Regions from separate parts of the Mus musculus genome. Here all the other regions are linked to region 4. Evidence: chromatin contacts called from public Hi-C, HiCAR-type, capture Hi-C and promoter capture Hi-C data. All regions are on one chromosome and are shown on one strand. The core of a region is the stretch at or near the end of the contact, and the rest is flanking DNA. Distances in the headings are between cores, read along the strand shown. Region 1 holds the start of Urb2 (URB2 ribosome biogenesis 2 homolog (S. cerevisiae)). Region 2 holds the start of Nup133 (nucleoporin 133). Region 3 holds the start of Rab4a (RAB4A, member RAS oncogene family). Region 4 holds the start of Agt (angiotensinogen (serpin peptidase inhibitor, clade A, member 8)). Region 5 holds the start of 4732419C18Rik (RIKEN cDNA 4732419C18 gene).

Region 1 (2,988 bases), core at 452-2,951, 550 kb before region 4:
TTAAGTACTTCCCACAGACTATCTGCTTTTACTCTATTAGGCAGGTAAACGCTTCAGGTGGGACGCTGAAGCCTGTAGTTATCAGACAACTTGCCCAAAGTCACGCAGTTCCTGAATGGGAGGGAACGCAGTCTCGTGGACAGTGTCTGAGCCTGCACCCTATGCTCCACTGATCCCATACGGGACTGCAGGGGAGCACTGGGCCAACCGCTCACTGATGCTTATGTCAACGAGAGCCTGCAAGTTAATCAGCTAACATGCTGATTGGCTACGTGGAAGGCTGGAACCGTGACTTCAAGTAGTGTTCAATGAGCAGCGCTGGCGTCACACAAGGTCAAGCTAAAACAAGTCAGAAAAGAAGCAAAGCCCCTTCTTTTGTCCCCAGATGTTGTTCATAGATTGTGACAGAGTAACAAAAAGAATAACCAGTTACTAAGTAGTCAGAAGAGGTTTTTGCCTCTCTTCAGTGACAGAAGTACACACAAATCTCACAGTTGGAAGACTGTCCCAAAACACACGAACCAAATTTATTTATTACTGATGGCAAATACTGAAGGCACAAACTGACATTTTGGGTTTTCTGATTTAATATTCGCTTTATAGTTCATAAAACAAGGCTCTCATATGTGTATGTGTGTGTGTATGCACGTGTATTTAGACCAAGTCTCACTCTGTGGTTTAGACTGGTGCAGAACTCACTTCGTACACCAGGATGGCCAACAATTCGCAGCAATCTTTCTGCCTCAGCCTACAGAGTGTGGGGATTACGGAGTGCGCCACCACTACCAGCAGAGTCTGGGCTTAAATTACCCTCCCATTTTACAGGAGAAGAAACCGAGGCAGCAAGCTCGCCTGCTACACGGCTTGCAACTCTAAGTCTCTGCGGTCACCAACTCCATCCGTGACACTCAGCCCCAGGTTACAGCCAAAAAGTCTGTAACCTGGAGAAAGGCAGACTCCCTTCCTACTTCACTTTCTAATAGGGCGGGTCGGACTGGACGGGACTCCCGGCAGAGCCCCGAGGCTATCCTCCACCTGCCGGTCCCGGCGAAGGGGAAAACTCACCTCTCGACGCCGGAGCCACAGCGCCTGCGAGGTCCGCGGGGCCGCGTCTCCCCGCGGCAGCCGCGAGCCCTCCGTCCGCTGCCCACTTCCGCCGAGCGCCCTCGTGAGCTCGCAGTTGGCTCCGCGCGAGGGCGCCCGGCGGGGCCGCGGGGTCTCCGGGCGCGTGCAGCCGGGGCCGCCACGTGCGGGGTCGCTCGGACCCGCGCGCGCGCGAGCAGGGCCGGGACTGCGCAGGGGCGGGCGCGCGCGCGCGCGCTCTCCCGCCCGAGGCCCCTCCCCCGCGTCCCCTCCCCCCCCCCGCCCTGTCCCGCGCCCCGCCCGCACTCACTGAACATCCCAGGCGGCTCCCGCTGCCCCGCCGCCGCCCCGGCACCGGCTGCTTCCGTATCGGTTGCCCGCCGTAGGACTCCGTACGACGACCGGCTAGCCGGGTCCCCGCGCCCTACGTCCTCCCGCGCTCGCGGTTCTCGGTGGCCGCCCCATGACCGCCTGACGGAGCGGGCACGCCGGGCTAGGCCGCGGACGCGCGACGCCGCCGCGGCCAGGGCGCGCTCGGCGCTCCTCTAGCGATGTCTGCGTGACGCCCCTCCCCGCCCCGAGCCGTTGGCGTCAACGTCTGCCGGAAGCGCCTCCCTCACATGTGGCTCGCCGCCGTGGAGGTCCCAGGTGAGCGGACGGTTGGAGAGTTTGGGTTTCCTCTGCGCCGAGGCGCCAGTTTGGCGGATGCGGACACCAGTCCTAACAGGAGGGAACCGGCTGGAGAGCCGGGATCGGAGGAGCCTCTGCCCGAGGGAGTTCCCGCTATGGAACCCTGCTTGAGGTTCTGAACTGCTTTACCCCGAACTGAAGGAGCTCCACTTGAGAGAACCTTGATCTGAGGGAGACCCACGTTAGAGAGCACCCCGATCTCCTACACGGAGCTCGGACTCGAGGGAGCCCCGATCCAGGTAGTAGGATTTGAAGGTATCATGATAAACTAGAACCACCACCTCCTCCTCCTCCTCCTCCTCCACCACCACCACCACCACCACCACCACCACCACCACCACCACCAAAACCAAACTTTTTATTTGTATGGGTGTTTTATGTACACCCGCAGAGGATAAAAGAGGGGCGTTCCTCTAGAACTGGAGTGGTGGTTGTGAGCCAAGATGTGGGATATTGGGACTCGAACCTGGGTTCTCTGGAACAGCAGTAAGTAATCCTAACCACGGAGTCATCTTTCCAGCCCCCTAGAACATTGATTCTCAACCTTCCTAATCCTGCAACCCTTTGTTCATGTTGTGGTGACACGCCCCCCCCCCCCCCGCCATGAAGTTATTTTGTTGCTATATTATAATTGCAATTTTCCTACTGTTGGAAGCATAATGTGAATAAATACCTGGTTTGCAATCTTGTGGGCGTGTGACCCGCAGGTGGAAAAACCCTGCCCTAAACCCTTCCCGAGGTAGTCAGAGGGCGAGGACAGGAAGGGAGGCCTCTCAGTTCTGAAGGCCTGTAGTAAGCTTTCCAAAGTGCACAGTCTCTTGCCTCAACACAGCAGCGTGGTGAATGTTCTGTCAGGGTTTAAGCTAAGTTGTTTACCATAATGGAAACAAACTTTATGACTTTTAAAAACTCAAAAGGTTTAGCTGGGTTTCATAGCAAGTGTAGGTTGTTAATGTATCCTTTCCTTTGTTACTTGGGATTTTAAAGATTGTATATGGTTTTTGTCTACTGTAGCTGTGTGTGACGAGTTACTGTTACAGTAGAAGTAAGAGCATTTTTATTGAAATTAATGCCTGAATTCTGTTTCTTTCTCTCTTTGCTCCTTTTGTCTGACATTCATGAGGATCCTGGGGAGAAGATGCAGAATTCCCTGGAAATTGACTTACAGATCGTTGTGGGTGCTAGGAACTGGACTCGGGCTCTCTACAGGAGTCA
Region 2 (3,102 bases), core at 197-2,696, 620 kb before region 4:
ATAATTTTAAGGCAATAGTTGTCAGGTACTTTTGAGATTAATTTACTGGTTTTTTTGTTTGTTTTGAGCAAAAATGATGTATCAGAACATATATGCATCTTACTATCTTTTTAACCCATCATATATACATATATGTGTGTGTGTGTATATATGTGTATATATATATATATGATTGTATGATAGATAGATAGATATCGAAAAGCAAGTGCTCTTATCCCCAGAGCCATCTTTCCATCCCAGAAATTCACTTTTGAAAGATGAACAGAAGAAATTCTTCTAGAAAAAGGTAACCCAATTCTGAATTTTCGTGTTAATTACATTGAGGAGGGTAACAATTCTACTATACATGTGGACTTGGCAGCACACCAGCATCTTTAGTGAAGCACGCTCTCTCTCTCTCTCTCTCACACACACACACACACACACACACACACACAAAGTGCTTTTATGTAACCTAGTCACAACCATCACATTTTGTGGCCCAAGTCCTTTAACTGCCAATCAGTATGTAGTAATAAGCATTTGCTAGGCACTGAGAAAACATTTTTGCCAGGTTTGTAGGCTCTTACCATGACTCAGATAGGTGTACTGAATCCTGAGATGCTGAGATCCTGACTTAAAGCTGGAAGTGTTAAACAAAATGATGGTAGCCAGACAAGCTACTGCATGCTTGAAATAGAAGAATCTTAAAAGTGGATTGAGCAAAGTCAGCCTAGGGTACGTAGCATGGGCTGTCCCAAAGTGGACAGGACTGAGTTCCAGGCTGCATTCCTACACTATATCACAAAAAGACTACACCAGACCAAATGTTACTCGTGTCAAACGCCACAGAGTCAAACCACAACTTTAAACAAACAGCAGCCCGACACTGACCTGTGTCAACATAATAAAGAAATGACTTTTTAATCTTTACAATAATCTGAAGTATGTTCCTACCTTGCAAGCGTAGTGCTCAAAAGGTTCTTTCATTCTTTTCTGTAGCGCGGAGACAGAGTGAATCCATGGGTCCAATAAAGAGTTAAACAGAGAACGGGCAAAACGAGGGCCACCATTAAGCAGCGACAATAAAACGCGAGAATGACCAGAAGTACTTTCGAACTCTGCGGCAGCTTACCCCACTGCCAGGCTCCACCTCCCCGCTGTGGAGCGGACCCCGCTGGTCCCCGAACCCCCACTTACCGTGAGCTCACCGAGCTGCGCCGGCCTGCGGGCGAGAACAGCACGGGCGAGTTAACCGCAGATCCCAGAGACAGACCCCTCCTGCTCGCTCTAGGCGTGGACGTGGGCCCGATCCCGACTAGCGGACCGCGTCGGGTCCCCGGCCCTGGGGTTCGCGGAGAGGAGACGCTCGGAAACATGTTTGCAGAGAGCGTGGAGGAAGCGGCACTCGCGGGCTAATAGCGAGAACCTCGCGCGCCCGGAGCTTGAACACCTGAGGGGCGGGAAGGCGCCTAGAGATGACGTAAGGGGGCGCTCAGCGAGTAGGGAGGGGAAGGCGCATGGCAATGACGTCAAAGATCGGCGCCGAGACTCGGGGCAAGGTCGGAACTGGGAGCGCTTTGTTGACGTCACATCCAGTACCGGGGAGGGGCGGGGCAGGCGATTTGGAGTCCTGCGACCCGATTCACCGCGGTGGATCCAGTGCTCCGGACCGAGAGCTTGCCAGAAGCGCCGGTCTCCGGCTGGAGCTGACCCTCCGCGGCGAGCGTGGGCTGGGGAAGGAGGCGCCCGTGGGCGGAGCTGAGGAAGTCGCGCTCTGGGCGGCGGTGGTGTGCTCACAGTTTTTCCCAACCTAATTCAGATCGGTTCAGGCTTGTTCTTCGTTCGATTGTCTGGGCTCTGCAGCGGGTTGCAGCTTTTTGCTTTCCAGGCACAGCTTGCATTTTGATGGGTCTGTCCTACTGCCGGAGATTCGGAAATGACAGTGCCCCCAGTCCCCGGGCATGTTCACTCTCATCGCTGCCCCTGAAGTTCCAGACCCTAGTAGAAGCCGATAGCAGGCGTGCACACAGTTCTGTTAGTCCTCTGCGGCTGTTTCGGAAGACCGTAGTGTGTGTATGGGGGTGTCTTTTCCATTCTGCTCCCCACATTACTAAACAGTGAACTGAGATTAGCCCGAGGCTGTACTAGAGTTTGTAAATATTCAGGGCTGATAACTGCCCAGGGACCCTTGCTGAACTTGTGAGGTCCCTTGTTACTTCGGGTGGCCTTTCCTTTTCGGTTTTTTCATTGTGTCCCACTTAGACAACATTGTAGCCAGACTTTTGACCACTTTATGGGTTCCTATTTCTACCACTTGTCTCCCTCTCAACCCCCCAACACTAGGTAGGAGAAAGAAGGCTAGAGGAAAAGGGGGCTTCGATATCCGTAGACTACTTCCTGCTGATAGAGGCATCGAGTTCCTTGGGGCAGTTTTGATCTTTTAAGAGCTCAGAAAGCCAGAAGGAGGGCATTGGACTCTGAAGTTAGTTACAGGGGGGTTGTGCGCCACCTAGCATGGGTGCTGGGAATTGAACTCGGAAAAAAAAAGAAAAGCATTTAGAAGTAGCTACTTGAGCCAGGTGTGGCTGCACACACCTATAATCTCTGTAGGACCAGAAGTTGTTCAAAGCCACCCTGGGCTACATGAGACACTGTCTCAAATGCCAACAAACAAACCCAATTACCTGAGAGACCATTATGGACACAAGGTTGTTAGGCATATCAGAAGTAAATACAGTGGGAGGGGGTAGGGGGAGAGAGAACATGGAAGGGAGGAGTCATCTCTGCCCTAAGGATGAGAGAAAGCAGCTTTCCAGTCCACAGTCCAGGAGAAACGTGCGCATGCGTAATGGAGCCTTTAATTCTTGCAAAGTGCAGTGTAGGAGAATTTCGGTTTCTTTTTTGTTTTGGTTTGGTTTGGTTTTCCGAGACAGGGTTTCTCTGTGTAGCCCTGGCTGTCCTGGAACTCACTTTGTAGACCAGGCTGGCCTCAAACTCAGAAATCCGCCTGCCTCTGCCTCCCGAGTGCTGGGATTAAAGGCGTGCGCCACCTCGCCCGGCTGAATTTTGGTTTCTTTAAACACAGAAATGTTATAAGAATATGTCTTCACTTTAATCCCG
Region 3 (2,932 bases), core at 299-2,798, 760 kb before region 4:
TGTACTGGATAGGATCAGAGGCCAAGATAAAATCATAGGTCATAAGAACCAAAAGATTCTTTACTGTATTAAGTCACAAAAGACTAAGACATATTTCTTCCTTTTTGTTTGTTAGTTTGTGTATGAGACAGGGTCTCACAATGCAATCTTGGCTTGCCTAGAACTCAGAATGCAGTCCAGACTGGCCTCGAACTCAGCTCTGCTTGTCTCTTGCCTTCTGAGATCTGGAGTTAAAGGCCCGTGCTACCATGCATGTGCTTTGAATGTAATCGTGTTTGTGGGTGACTCAGAACATTACAGATTTGCATCTGGGAAAGAAAGCTGAGCTCAAAGGTCGCACACTCTCAGGCCTTCAGCGCAGTTCCTTCCTATTTTAACATTCTTTCTTTTTTTTTTTTCCTTTTGTTTTTTTTTTTTGGAGACAGGCTAGATCAGGCTAGCCTCGAACTCACAGAGGTCCACCTGCCTCTGCCTCCCCAGTGCTGGGATCAAAGACTTGCACTACCACTGCTGGGCTATTTTCACATTCGTATATGAAATATCTCTATATCAAATGAATTATTCAGGCAGTCACTCCTGTTATTTTAAAATATATTTACTTATATATTTTTTTGAGTTGTGTCTCTATCATCTTTGTTTTCCCTCCTTGCTGTGTAGCCCAGATAGGCCTTCAACTTGAAACAACCCTGCCTATGCCTCCTGAATGCTGGGATTATAGGCAAGCGACACGATGGTAGACAATCTCAACAGCAAACTTTGCATGCTGTGCCAGCAAGAGACTTCAACAAGATTACGGGATGGGGGCGGGGGCTTCTTTCCCTTCCCACATCTCCTTAATTTTCTGTCATAAAGCACAATAATGAAATATTAGGACAGGCAGCACGGAGGCAGGAGAGAATGTCTGACCCGTGGTAGAGCCTGACAGCGGAGGTTAAAGGTACACGGTAGGCTTCCCACAGCCCAGGCATCTGCTGCTGTGAAGAAGGCAGGATCTTACTTAGGCCCCGGTTTGCTCAGGTGGGTCAAACTCCCGACCCCAATTTGCCTTTCAATAAATGTCCCAACCCTTTTCCTCGGAGGAAGGGGTAGGTTCTGACCTGTATTGCTTCATTAACCGAACACACCTTCGAAATTAGCCTGCAGTAAGAGCCAAGCAGCACTGCTCTGCCCACTAACGTGGTGAGCAGGAGAGTTCTGGTGACCAAACACACCTGCGTGGCTTTCTGCTAGTGAACCCCCTTTCTGTCAAAACAAGCCCTCGGGCGGCCTCCTGTCCACCCTAGCCTGGCAGGTCACTCTTAAGAAAGGCTGAGTCTGTACTGCTAAGCCATCTGGGAGGATCTACGGGCGCAGGCGCCCCCTCCCTAGTCCCGCCCTCCCTCCTTCCTGGTCCCCTCCTTCATCCTCCTTTGCCTTCACCTCCTCCTCCAACTAGGAGCCTCCAACCATTTCTCTTGCCCTCCCTCCTCCCCTTCCCCAGCCCCGCTCCTCCTTCCTCCTGCGACCCCGCCCCTCCCCCTGCTCCGCCGGGCTCCTTCGCCGGGCGGCGGTGCGCAGACGCGGAGCCGAGTCCCGCTGGGCCGCAGCCGGTGGCCGGCTCGCCGTGGGCCCGTTCCCGGCTCTCCACGCTCGGTTCCTCTCGCTCTGCGGAGACTGGAGGACGGACCCCGCGGAGCTGTGGCGGCAGAATGGCGCAGACCGCCATGTCCGAGACTTACGGTAAGACGCGCGGGTTTGCGTACGTGTTTAGAGGGGCAGGCCTTGGGGTCCCGGAATGTTGGGGGCCGGGGTCAGGGTCTCCAGAGCCGGTGTCTAGAATATCGAGATATCCTGCAAACCTCGCGGTGTCAGGAACCAGGCAGAGATATTTAGAGTCTTGGGTGGTTTAGGGTTGGCTTGGGATCCTAGTAATGTCAGCAGCTGGGATCCTGAGAATCTGGGTGTTAGGAGCCAGGTGGAGACACTGAGAATCCTAAAGTGTCAGCGGCTGGGAGGGATCCTGATATTCTTGGGGTGTCAAGGTCGAGCTGGAACTTGAGAATGTCTGGGTGTTTCAGGCTAGGCTGGAATCTTGAGGCTCTAGGGGTATCAGGCGCTGGTCTGGACTCTCTGGCCAGCAGGTGCCCCCTGCTGTGATTCTACCAAGTTCCCTCCCGCTTTGACCCTGGTTTCACTCTACATTTTCCTCCTTGGATTGTTTAAATCTCTCAGGGTTGCAGGAGCCAATTTGTCGTCGATTCTTGTCCTCCTCCCTGCAGCACCAACCGCAGGGATGAAGGCTCAGGGCCACGCCTGCGTTTTGTGTCTCTAGGGGCAGGGTTGTGGGCCTCGGGAGGGTGGGGTGGGGGTGTTGGAATTCCTTTCTTTGCATTGAGATTATAATGAGTTTTAAGTGGATGAATGCTGTCTCTTTTCTGTAGACCCCTGGCCTCGTGTATTTTCCCTCCCTCCCTCTCTCCTCCCGTCCTCCCCTCCAGATATGGTTGCATTATATTACCTTTATAAATACAAATATATGGTCCTCTGATGACCACAGGCCTTGGATATGGAGACATGATTTTTTCATCTTTTTTTCTCCTGCAGCACCCAGCCATTCTCAATGCACGTGCTGGGTGCTCCCCCTCCCCCAGTCGAGGCAAGAATAAACAACCACTACTATGTATGGTTGGCCTGTGCCTGCCAGTCCCTCACGAGACTTGAAACTTTGACGTGGTCTGTGCTCGTCGTCCGAAGGAGGGACTCGCACGGAAAAGCATGACGATCTGTCAGGTTATCTGCAGTTTGTGCCCCTGCTTCCTTCCTGCCACAGGGTGGGGCCAGGGTCTGGCCTGGAAGGCTCTACTCGGTGTACGAGTGCCATGGAAACTTCCCCAAGAGTTTGCGGTCCAACGAGGAGTGGATTTTTAAATTCAGCTGTGACCTTAATGGATAA
Region 4 (2,897 bases), core at 353-2,852:
CCTGTATCGATGTATTTACTATGTGCCCCACTGGTCTGCCTCCCACAGGTACCTGAGTGCCACAGGTTAGCCCACCTTCCTAAGGTCATCCAGGGATAGCTGTAGAATCATCAGTGCCATTTGTACAGGAACAGACAAGTCTTGTGACCTGCACCAGGTCACACAGCTGGGACTCAGCCCTAACACTTGAATCCATGAGTGGCATCTAGACATGACACATATTGCCTCTTAAAAGAAATAAGGAACTGAGGAGCCTAGGGCAGGTTCAGCACGCAAGAACACGTTGTTGCATAAATATGAAAATCCGGGTTCTCGTCCCCTGACCCCTTGTGAAAGACCAGTCACAACCACATACTCCCCTAACTCCAGAGAGGTGGAGCGAGGAGACAGGATGATCTCCAGGGCTTCCTGGCTGCCAGTCTAGCCCCAGCTTCAGGAAGGGACCCTGTCTCAAGGGACTAAGGAGGACAGTAGCTGGCAGGACACCTGGTATCCTCCTCTAGTCTCTATCTGTGTTCATGGCTCCTATGTCTCCATGCTCCTCCCCTACACTTCATATATACACATACATACATACATACATACATACATACATACATACATACATACATATGTACATAAATACACACGTCATACACACATATGTCACATTCACATAAATACATATATACCTTGGGCTGGGTATGGTGATACAATCAAGAGGTTGAGGCAGACAGAATTTAGTGAGTTCTAGGACAACCAGAGCTACACAGTAAGACCCTGTCTTCCAAAAAAAAAAAAAAAAAAAGGGGCAGACATATCTCTGAATCTGAGGCCTGCACGCTTTACAGAGTGAGTTCTAGGACAGCAAAGACTACAACAGAGAAACCCTGTCTCAGAAACCAGAAGTAAATAAATAAATAATATGCACATACACAACACGGCACACACACACACACCACACTAAGAATAAAGAAGGAGCTAACTTTTCAAAGTACTTCCATGTTACTGGATGCTCCTAACTTATCCCCAGCCCTAGAGAACCTCAGAACTGTGATGAAGCCTGTTCACAGAGGGGTAAGTTGAGGCCCTACAGGACATGGTGAGGAGCCACAAGACACAGACCACAGCATTGAGCCTGGATAGAGATGTCACGTGACTTGTCCCTTCCTGCTTCTTGCAGTCTGAACAATGAAGCCTTGTTCTCCCTTCAGGCTGGAGGAGGTCCAGGGGACTTGGCCACCCTAGTGCTGACCCTGTGAGAGTCTCTCTGCTTTTGAGGACCCATCTGGACTCACAGGAGGCAAAAGGACCTGGCCATCCCCTAATGAAAGACCATCAGTTCCCAGTGAGCCCAGTTTGGTGACCCACAGGGGACAGTTTACCTGGACATCTAGCCTTTCGGAATAGGAGAAGCAGTCAGTGCTCACATCTCCTGAAGCGCCTGCTACCACAGACTTCTCACTCCAGAAAAAATGCCATCCAGCCCTTCCCAGTGTCTCTGCCCAGTCCCGGCCTCCTCTTCCCACCCACAGCTCAGCTCCTGCCTGGCCAGATCCCATGAAAGAACCAAGACAAGAGTGCTCTGCTTACCTTCAGCGCCAACCTAGACAAGCACAGCTATCCCCTGGTGAGCCAAGCAGGCTTATTTATACTCAAGGGGTGGAGATGGATCTATTCCTGGGCTACTCTGTACAGAGGCTGGGGGAGGACCCAGATCAGGGAACCATGAGAATCCAGGCTTGACCAAGATGGATCAGGGCCAGGGTGATGTTCCTCTGGGCCCCTTCCAGGAAGCCCTACTGGCAGATGAGCCTCATGCAAAAATAGGCTGGCCTTGGGTTACACATTTACCCCAGTTCCCTGGAGCCAGGACCACAGTCACAGGATTGAGTGGGTTGTGACAACCTGAAGCCAGCCATGCAGACCTTGGGATGAAAGCCCCCTCGTGATGCACTCGTAAGCCTCTCTGGGCATGCCAGGAAGGGGGCTCACTTGCAGGAGCTGAACCTCACGTCACCAGCTGCTCTCAGGGTGGACGACCTTGGACATTTGTAGTTACGTTAGTTGCCTGTTCTGTACAGGGGCTTCCAGTGGGCTGAGGACACACATCACCAGTAGGAAGCGCCTTCCGGAACTTCTAGCACACCTGATTAGGCTGGGAAATTCTGACTGTGGTAGAGCCATATTGAAACAAAATGTTCTGGGCTCATGGACGGAAAGCAGCAGTTTTGGAGGTTGGAGGTTTTGGAGCGCCTCCCTTGAGGGTGGAGAATGGTTGTGAAAGTTTAAGGGATGAGACTGGTGGACACCAGGGAAGGGTGGGATCTGAGAAGACAGCAGGAGTAGGCCTGGCAGACAGTCCCACCTGCAGGCTACCATGGGTGGCGACTAGCTTGCATCGCATCCACAACTTCAAGCAATCTCTTGGCCATGTGGACACAGGCACAACCTGCCTTCACCTAAAAGTGGCATGGGAGAGTAGAGGTGGAAAGAGAGAGTGGGCAGAGCAGTCGCTGGCTTAGAAGACAGATGCACCATGCAGGACTTGATGGTGTTTGAGATGGGCTCTGAAGAGCAACCTTCTCTGGGCACAGACATAAAATAACTACCAGAGATCTCAGTGGGAGACCAGCTGTAGGAGGCAGGGCTGTAGAGTGACGGTCTGCACTCGGGATTAAGGAAGAGGATGCCAGCAGCCCAAGGGGTATGCAGGGAGTAAGAGCTTAGGAAAGGCCAGTGGTGCACAGATTTCCCCGAGGAGTGTGTGGATGCCTTAGTAGCTTTGGGGTTCAGCAGGGAGCCCTGTGCTGAGGACACAAGAGTAGAGCTCATGAATATAGTGATAGAAAGATCTTTCCTCTCGGGCTCTGAGACCAGAAGACTGGATTCTTCAGCTCACTGAACATCTTTTTTGT
Region 5 (3,049 bases), core at 49-2,548, 820 kb before region 4:
GTGTGGCAGGGCCCTGGAAGCCACCTGATGTGGGTGCACACACACCAGTGTGTACTGTGCTATGCTGTGCTGCAGCAGCGACAGGTAGAGATGCCTTCAGGTGGGACCTAAAAGCCAAGTGGCTTCTGCTGTCTCAGTAGCTCTGATTCATGTGGTTGAGGCAAAACTTCCTGGAGCTCCGATGCTGTGAGGCGACCCCAGGCCATGGAGAGACCCCACAGAAACACACTGAAGAGCAGCTGGTTCAGCTCAGCCTTGGCATCTCCCCAGCCTGATCGCCTGGCATGTAGTTGTCAGAGGGTCTCGGGTCCTGGCACCTAGCCAGTGGCATTCAAAACTGAGGCTTCACATGCTGATGCTGAGTCAGAGCCCAGCCATCCCCACTCCCGACCTTCCAAATTCCTGAGGCACAGAACTCATGGGGTCAACAAAGCAGCCATTGTATTAGACACTAAGTATGGAAGGACTTTGCCGGGCAGCGGGTAAGGACTGCTTCAGTATAGCGTGGATCAAATGATATGGGTGACCTTGTTAGCAGGCCAGCAACTGCCCCAGGGACCATCAAGGTCCAAGTGAAAACACAGCCTTCAAAATAGTATTCAGGCCCATTTGTCCCGAGGAAAAACCCTGGCTTCCTCCTAGAGTTATTTGTGTGTGTGCCTTTTAATTTTCAAGACGTTCTTAAATTATTTATTGAGGCTCCCATTTGTTTCTGGTTAGATTTTAGGCTCTTGGAAGCCAGACCACATCATACTGTGTTCTCCATACACAGGCATAGCACCAGGAGAACTTAGCACCTAGGCTCTGGTCAGCAGGACTCTGGGCCTTGACTACCTAGTTCTGTCACTGCACTCTTTCCTTCTGGCCTGGGAAACTTTGCCTAGGGGGGTTCCAGGAATGGACAGAGCCCAGATAGGTCAGGAGGCCTAGAGTAAAAGCAAGCTCTCAGCTCCCAACAGAGCCTTACCTTACCTAGGACCAGTGCCTTGGAGACTCATTTTAGCCCAAGAACACGACCCTAATCCATCCCAGCGCTGCTCTGAAGTTTCAAAGACAGAACGGCAGAAAAGGCTTTTGTACCTTTCACTCCGAAAATTCACTCCGCAAACGAGCACGCGGCGTTCCTACCTGCTGTGAGCTCCTCTGGAGGACTGCAGATAATAACAGTGATTATTTCCTGTCTGCGTTGCTGAGCCGCTCCCTCCCTAGCTGGTCTTCCTATTTCTATTTTTTGCGCCTTTAAAAGGCAGTCTTCACCCAGCAGCTGGGCAATCTTTTTAATATGCAAATCAGCCTCTCTCCTGTTCCTAATCCACCAGTGATTTCACACTGTGGTTAAAGACCGAGCCGCAGCTCAGGCCTGTGTAGCCGCCCTCTGCCCTTCACCCTCTTGACACACAGCTTCCGGGTCAGTCCTCCAACCTCACCGAGACTCTCACCTCCCCAAGGCGTTTTGCTCGCGCCATCTCTTGTGTAGATCTGTATCAAGTGCAGACCAGTGTATGCGTCAGCTCCCGAAAAGGATTCCTCACCTGGCTTCCTGTGCAGCCTCAGTTTACCACAGTGTCCGTCAATACAAATCCACCACAGACGGTGTGTCTACTCTCGGAGCAAAACAGCCACCACACGGTAGGCTCTCAGCAATCATTTGCTGAAGAATGAATGAATGAATGAATGAATGAATGAATGAATGAATGAGAAACACCCCACAGAGGATATGATGATGAGACGCTGTTGACAGACAGGTAAGGGCTTCTGGGGACCTGAGGCCACACCCTCTTCTCTGGGCGGAATGTTTCCCACGGAGTGAGACACAGCTGAGTGTGCCCGAGGCTTTCAGCCCTCTGGGGTCCTTGGCTGTGATGTCAGTGACTCCCTCAGCATCACATCTGCCTGGACCAGATCATTGTTCCTCTTCCTCTTGACATGCTTCCATGACAACTTACAATTAGGTCGGGCCCTGCCCTCAGAGAAGATTTTAGTAGAGTAAGTCACCACGGGACGAGGAAGAGATGCTGCAGGGCCTTCTACTGCAGCCCATCCCAAGCCAACCCTGTAGCCTGTGTCACTGTGAGAGCCACTCTGCCCGGTAAGGAGCTCAAAATGAATCACCATGACCGGGGCCCAGGTCTCCTCCACCAGCCCCAAAGACAAAGTGGGGCAGGGAAACCAGCCGAGTCTTTCTAAGTCTGTGTGTGACTCAGAGGTCAGGTGCTCCCCTACTGTAGGTCTGTTCTTTGTGGGCTGAGGGGGCTGAGAAAGATAATCTACACTCCAAGAGGACTGTAAGAAGCAGCAGGTGGTGGCTCCTGAGGTTGAAGGACAGGTTCTGGTTGCTCTTTGCTCCCCGATGGAGTCTAGCCACAGGAGGGCCATGAGCATTTGAGACAGCCCTCTGCCATAGATCTTGCTGCAGCTCTTTACCTTCTGCATGACTCCTTTTGTTCTGAGACACGGATCAAAGTTTCAGAGCCTTTCCCACAGGAACCCTGGAATGAACCCCTTGGTATGTTTATCCAAACTGGCATGTTGGGCTGGCGAGATAGCTCAGCGGTTAAGAGCACTGACTGTTCTTCCTAAGGTCCTGAGTTCAAATCCCGGCAACCACATGGTGGCTCACAACCATCCACAATGAGATCTGACGCCCTCTTCTGGTGTGTCTGAAGTCAGCTACAGTGTACATTATAATAATAAATAAATCTGGCTTTGAGCGAGTGGGGGCCCGACGAGAGGGAGCAAAGGCCCTAAAATTCAATGTACTCACATACATAAAATAAATAAATGGGGTAAAAGTAGATAAAGTAGCTGTCTGAAGTGGGTAGCTACCTGGACACAAAACACTAAGGAAAAAAAGACTCGGGGAAGGAGCTGGAAGCTCCCCTTTTCCTGAGACTCCAGAAGCAGGAACAAGAAGCACCACGGTGTACACAGCCTCCTCCCCAAGGGCCGGCTGGCTCCACTCAGTCCACAACCAGGCAGGCGGGTGGGTGGAATCATGACCTGGAATCTCCAGGATTTCCCATAGCAGGTAAGCTCTTGGTTCTGAACC

What was found. Promoter capture Hi-C pulls out the DNA fragments that hold promoters and counts their contacts. Hi-C and Micro-C count contacts between places; a contact is called where the count stands out from the background. HiCAR-type assays count read pairs that join an accessible place to other places. Capture Hi-C pulls out chosen DNA fragments and counts their contacts.
Region 1: a contact with region 4 is called in a capture Hi-C map of macrophages, with 3 times the contacts expected there. The contact joins the promoter of Urb2 here to the promoter of Agt in region 4. A contact is called at or near these places in 7 of 39 promoter capture datasets (the 3T3-L1 cell line, HPC-7-derived erythroid cells, hippocampal neurons and 2 more), 4 of 115 datasets of contacts at active chromatin or transcription factors (astrocytes, craniofacial prominence, embryonic stem cells and 1 more) and 2 of 9 other capture datasets (macrophages and pancreatic islet).
Region 2: a contact with region 4 is called in a promoter capture Hi-C map of liver, with 5 times the contacts expected there. The contact joins the promoter of Nup133 here to the promoter of Agt in region 4. A contact is called at or near these places in 4 of 39 promoter capture datasets (the 3T3-L1 cell line, frontonasal cranial neural crest, liver and 1 more) and 1 of 115 datasets of contacts at active chromatin or transcription factors (bone marrow-derived macrophages).
Region 3: a HiCAR-type map of astrocytes shows a contact between it and region 4, with 3 times the contacts expected there. The contact joins the promoter of Rab4a here to the promoter of Agt in region 4. A contact is called at or near these places in 3 of 39 promoter capture datasets (liver and pre-B cells), 1 of 484 Hi-C or Micro-C datasets (liver), 2 of 115 datasets of contacts at active chromatin or transcription factors (astrocytes and embryonic forebrain) and 1 of 9 other capture datasets (liver).
Region 5: a contact with region 4 is called in a Hi-C map of liver, with 2.6 times the contacts expected there. The contact joins the promoter of 4732419C18Rik here to the promoter of Agt in region 4. A contact is called at or near these places in 3 of 39 promoter capture datasets (liver, pre-B cells and stem cell-derived epiblast-like cells) and 1 of 484 Hi-C or Micro-C datasets (liver).

What each region holds. Positions count from the first base shown.
Region 1 is chr8:124,019,796-124,022,783 of GRCm38.p6, forward strand. Urb2 (URB2 ribosome biogenesis 2 homolog (S. cerevisiae)) reads left to right here and starts at 1,702. Exons shown (of 10, transcript NM_001368414.1): 1 at 1,702-1,731. It overlaps Taf5l (TATA-box binding protein associated factor 5 like), which reads right to left and starts at 1,602. Exons shown (of 5, transcript NM_133966.3): 1 at 1,394-1,602. Mir1967 (microRNA 1967) reads left to right here and starts at 2,846; the gene lies at 2,846-2,927.
Region 2 is chr8:123,947,819-123,950,920 of GRCm38.p6, forward strand. It overlaps Nup133 (nucleoporin 133), which reads right to left and starts at 1,447. Exons shown (of 26, transcript NM_172288.2): 1 at 1,180-1,447. The coding sequence starts at 1,358.
Region 3 is chr8:123,804,448-123,807,379 of GRCm38.p6, forward strand. Rab4a (RAB4A, member RAS oncogene family) reads left to right here and starts at 1,549. Exons shown (of 8, transcript NM_009003.3): 1 at 1,549-1,719. The coding sequence starts at 1,689.
Region 4 is chr8:124,568,104-124,571,000 of GRCm38.p6, forward strand. Agt (angiotensinogen (serpin peptidase inhibitor, clade A, member 8)) reads right to left here and starts at 1,603. Exons shown (of 5, transcript NM_007428.4): 1 at 1,573-1,603.
Region 5 is chr8:123,752,930-123,755,978 of GRCm38.p6, forward strand. 4732419C18Rik (RIKEN cDNA 4732419C18 gene) reads right to left here and starts at 1,299. Exons shown (of 3, transcript NR_166622.1): 1 at 1,129-1,299.